2 separate regions of the Zea mays genome follow, and region 1 is linked to region 2. A link is a contact called in public Hi-C data. All regions are on one chromosome and are shown on one strand. The core of a region is the stretch at or near the end of the contact, and the rest is flanking DNA. Distances in the headings are between cores, read along the strand shown. Region 1 holds the start of LOC100216759 (Dof zinc finger protein DOF2.1). Region 2 holds the start of LOC100284980.

The links. A called contact is a pair of places that touch in the nucleus more often than the background predicts.
Region 1: a contact with region 2 is called in a Hi-C map of bundle sheath, with 2.2 times the contacts expected there. The contact joins the promoter of LOC100216759 here to the promoter of LOC100284980 in region 2. A contact is called at or near these places in 4 of 25 Hi-C or Micro-C datasets (bundle sheath, ear, leaf and 1 more).

Annotation. Positions count from the first base shown.
Region 1 is chr5:209,487,052-209,489,763 of Zm-B73-REFERENCE-NAM-5.0, reverse strand. It overlaps LOC100216759 (Dof zinc finger protein DOF2.1), which reads left to right and starts at 1,457. Exons shown (of 2, transcript NM_001143160.1): 1 at 1,457-2,194. The coding sequence starts at 2,141.
Region 2 is chr5:209,203,565-209,206,264 of Zm-B73-REFERENCE-NAM-5.0, reverse strand. It overlaps LOC100284980, which reads right to left and starts at 1,340. Exons shown (of 2, transcript NM_001366709.1): 1 at 991-1,340; 2 at 1-330. The coding sequence starts at 1,277. The coding sequence ends at 300.

The sequences.
Region 1 (2,712 bases), core at 208-2,707, 280 kb before region 2:
TATTCATATCATGAGGCCGTGGTGACACCAGCAAGCAGGATCGAAGGAGAGCGCCGAAACGCCTGACGGCGACGGGCATGCGCGACGAGCCCATGCATGCATCTGGTGGCCAGAACCAGAGACAACAAGTCGACCGACGACGACGACCAGTGGCCGCAGAGGATGACTGATCTGGCGAGCGAGCTAGCACTAGTAGGGAATGCGAATGGATACCTTGCTTGCGGACGGCGAGCTCGCAAAAGGCCAAGCTAAAGCGCAAAAGCGGGACAAAATTTTGAATCAGGAAAGGGAGAGATGCTTCGGCTCTGCTATCCTTGTCTCTTCTTTGCTACTACATGCCTTTCGAACCTCCGAAAGCATGCTTTTGAACGGCCCCGCCCCGAGACCATACATACCACCGCCCGCCCGGCGCCATACATACACGTACCTAGACCGCCGTAGTCCAGGTGAAATTCTGTACTACGTAGTATGTATATTTTTATTTAGAATAGGATGACCGACGACGACGGACGGAGAGGCGCCCGGGCCGATCGGGGTGAAGACGAACCTGCAACGCATGGGCCCAGGGCCCCCCAAATTGTAGTGTGCTTTCGGTTTTCTAGCCTATTCCTCACAGGGACCGAAATATTCCACGTGGCCGGGATGGTATCGTCATGGCTACGCATGACCATGATATATGCGACGTCACTACGTCAGTTTGTCATTGTAGTAGCTCTTTTCAGCTAGGGAATTAGTGGAAACAGCTGCGGCCCCTGATTTAAGTTGGTCACAATGCCACATGCATGCATTAATGATAATGTCACTCTACCCTCGGTCTTCTATAATAATTTAAAACATTTTTTTGAATGATTTGACATCTTATTTTAGGGTACAAACTGTAGTAGCATGGCATAAATGTCATGAAAAGAAAATATTACCAAATGAAGTACAAGTAATTTTTTTAGGAAAGCGTCGTTCGGAAAAATAAAATAAAATAAAATAAATAGCACACATTTTGGGAGAATGGATCGTGTGTGCCAAAGATCATTTCAATTCAAAGCTCACACGCTACTACCAGCAGCAAGTGCAGGTTGCTAGTAGCGCCTAGCGCGCGGTAGCAGACGCAGGCACGCCGCACGCAGCGTCCACTCGGTCCACATGGCAAAGTTTGACCAAAGTCTCCAAACACACATACTACACACCGCTAGACCGCCAAAGTGTGACTGGTAGTACTAGATGATGAGAGCCAGCCAGCAGCGTAGGGCCCTAGCCGAGCCGGAGTAGTAGGCTGGTGAAGTGAAGGCCGCCGAGCCAGGACGGACCGACAGCCGCGCACGCCTCGGGACGCGAGCCGGCGGCGGGCCCATGGCATGGGGCTGCGGGGACCGCGGCAGTGTGGCGTGGGGAAGCCGACGCGACGAGCTAGGCCGACCCGCCCGCCTTCCACTCTTCTCTTCCGGCCTCCGGCTCTCTACTCCCCGGCTCCCCGCTCCCACCCAGGTCCTAGGCTCCCCTCCCGGTCCCGGACGCGTCTCCTCCGTTCACCACGCTGCCGGAGTGCCGGGCGCTTCTGGCCCCGACACCGTGGGCCACCCCGGCCCTTGTGCGCGCTCTCTCTCTCTCTCTCTCTCTCTCTCTCTCTCTCTCTCTCGTAGCGAATAGCGATCTATCTATCACTCGGGGTTGGGGTCGGGCGCGCAACTTTTCCTTCCTTCTTATTGACATCTCCCAGAGCTCTCTCGCTCGCATCTCTCCACCAACCGGCGGCACCACCAGATTCCTCTCTTCCTCTGCTCTAGCTTCTTCTAGCTAGCCCCCTCCTTCGCACCACGCACTATTATCTCATCCGTTCTTTCCTTCAGTCTATGTTTATTTGCTCTGCACATCATCGCTCGGTGGCCCTGTCCTCGCTACCTTCCAATTAGTCGGCAAGGCAAAGGCACCGGCAGAGAGGAAGAAGGCCAGTTCTATAGTATATATGACGATCAGGGTAATGAACTAGCTACCGGCTGCACAGTTTTGTGGGGGTGTGTCCGCGTGGTGTGTTGTGTGTGTCTAGCTAGCTAGGTTTTGCGTGTGGCTCGTCGATCTGCTTGGCAGAACAGACCACGGCGATCGTCACGTTTGGCTAGGGTACTCGGCTAGTGACCGACGTATTCTGATGATGGCCGGGGCACCGCCGATGCACATCTGCCTGGACTCGGACTGGCTCAAGGTACGTACCATGATCTGGCATCTATCCCTCGTCGCACAAGAAGTTTGTTCTTAATTTGTGATTACCTCATTATCTGGCATCTATCCCTCCTGTGCATACATATAATTCATGCATGCATCTCCCGGTCTCCCCAGGCCCAGGACATGGGATCTGACCAATATACATATACATGAGCCCTAGCCGTCTGTCACACGCGCGCGGTAGTACAATTCCTTGCATCCCTGGTTCACTTCTCCTCCTCCCCCCCTATGTTTTCTGTTCGTCAAGATTTCGTAAGGCCTATATATAGTTATATACCAGATATCATTAATTAGGCTAGCAGTTGTGTGATATTTTTTCTGGTTCGTTAATTCATGCATGTCTTGCTTCCCAATCGATCCTTTTGTGTGTTTGTGTGTGTACATGCGTGTAGGCAGCTCACTCCTCTTTGTTGATCTCTGCACTATATATGTCTCCTTGATTGCTATTTTTTTGTCATCAACAATGGTTGTTTAGTAGCATATATGGTTAATATTATC
Region 2 (2,700 bases), core at 91-2,590:
TTGGTTTGTAGGGACTAATGTTTAGTCCCATTATTTTATTCCATTTTAGACTATAAATTGCCAAATTTAGAAACTAGAATAGAATTTTAGTTTCTATATTTAGCAATTTTGCAACTAAAATGGAATAAAATGTAGGAACTAAAAATTAGTCCCTAGAAACCAAACACCCCCTTAGTTAACATCTCTAGAGAGCGCACCAATCATCATGTCTCCTTTTTTGTTTGTTTGTTTGTTTCTTATGTGGACCTATTGCTGCTCTAGGCTCTAGAGATAAGGCTCTCTCCAAGATCACATCCACTTCACTGCGGCTGGTTGGGGTGCCTCGTCATCCTGAAACAAGGAACCACAACGACGGGTCACTGCTATCCCTTGGCCGAATATTGCAAAGATGTGAAAGCTAGTTTCGGTATATGCACTCTCATGCAACACAACAGAAGAAACCACTAGTTAAAATTAAAGAGCCCCCCACCTATAACATGTCATAAGCACAACGCCTCTAGAGCTTTGTTCGGTTATTAGGAATAGATTGAAGGGGATTAAATCTCTTGCTAGTTAAAATTGAATAAAAATATATTTACTCGTCCTTAATCCCTTTTGATCTAGTACAACCGAATAAGGTCTTAAGGTAATTAATAGGGTTTTATATGGTGGGGGTTTTATATGTGAAAGCATATGACAATGATAGTCAATAGTCAAGCCCATGCATGCACACAGTTTAAAAGGCGAGTGAAGGGGGGAACAGAAGGAACAAGCTAGAAAAAAGGCATGCTGAAGATTAGAGGGATCTAGAAAAAGATAGTCCAGGTGGACAATGGAACGAAGAGTAAGTGAGTAACGAATACATCAAGAAAACAGAAGCAACAGTTATACTGCACGTACCAAAGGCTAGCGTGCTAGACAGCGCAGTAAGAGGATGTACGATGCAATGCAATGGCTTATAGATCGAGCAGAGATAGATGCTAGAGAGAGCAATGCATTACACTCTACTACCTCTTGTCACCGTTGTCCCTGCCCCAAGAACTGCTGCTGCTGCTTCCACTGCCACCAGCACCAGCACCAGCAGGGCTGCTGGACTGGGATCCTCGGCCGCCTTCTTCGGTTTCGATGTGCTTCACGTCCGTCTTCAGGTACTTGTAGTGCCTCTTCACGTCCTCGGCTGTCTTGCCGCAGCCGACTGCCCGCGCAACGTTGTGCCAGCGGTCTGGTGTGTCCTTGTCATATACTGCCAGCGCACGCTCGAAGAGATTGTTTTGACTCTCGGTCCAGGACGAACCCATTGTTTTATCTTCACTCAGCAAGAGAAGACACCTAGCTAGGAGAGATGCAGGGCAAGCAATGGCTGCTGCCTGTGTCTGTTTGGATCAAGGAGCGAGTGCTCTTTATATAGAGGGAGCTAGCATCGAATAATACCAAGTAGATGTGGGGTTACAGAACAAGTTGGCAATTCTGTATAGGACGGAGGAAGCCATATGAGTAAGAGCAAGAGGTGTCATTGCTCCAGCCTCCATTAATTCCCCAATGTGTTACAAGTTGTTGGGAGAGGAGTAACCAGAACCTCAGCTTTGCTGGGGAAGATGGCGAACTTTTTATTTCTTTTCCTACGCGTCCAATCTTCATAAAAAGATTCTCTTGCATGCGCAGTCCATAAGAAGTGGGTCAGTCTTCACTACTACCTTCAGTTCTATTTCTTTCATATTGATCAGAACCTTCTAACTAGTATGATATCATACTCGGTAGAAGTTAACAGACATTTGAACATATATATGCCTATATGTGGCCTTCCCTTAATTAGAGAAAGAGAATCTTTTATTGGACCAGAAAGGGTAGGGTTACTTATTCAAAGCACTTACAAAAACTAATGGACAGAGAATAAAGATATGAAAAAAAAAATAGATATAGCATTCTCTGATCAACGAATAAATTGGGCCAATCCATCTCAATTATCAGCCCCTTTTAGTGTTATCGTGACATACTGGATTTTTTATTCAGCAATGTATCGGCAGATAGAATAGAACTTTGTTGGACACAGGCCCCAAGAGAACATGGAAGTCTAGAATTCTACCCTTCTGAGATCTAAACAACACTATTATTAGGGATGAAAGTGGTAATCCGAACTGTTAGAACAAATTTAATATTTTAAAATAGATATGTATAAAATTTGATGTTGATCTTTTCTTATGTTATCAAGCACATTAGTACAAATATGAATAAAATATTATATAAGTTGTTTTATGTATTATTTGTTCTCTACAACACAAAAAGTTGAAAAAATTACCGAATTTGTTTCCGAATCCATACCGAAGTTTATATCTATTATTTGAGAAAATGTAGGATGAATTTGAGGTTTACCTTTTATGAATCTTAACAAGTTGGATATTAAAAATAAGAATACAAATTTGTATTGTATATTCTATATCCTATTTATTCGCAATCAAAGAAAAAACTGATTACCGAATAGATATTGTTTCCGACCGTTTTCATCCCTAACTATTATCCAGGAAAAACTTAACCAAAATTTAAGAATATAGTACATATATCATTTTTTTTCAAATGGTTGAACCCTTCTAGCTTCTTCAATTTTGTTTGCTGCCACATATTTATTCTGTAAGTTGAGCACAATGTTTAGTTGAACTTTTACACAGGCTACAGAGAAGTTACTTTCTCCCTGGATCTACATTGTTACGTAGAATACTTCTCTAA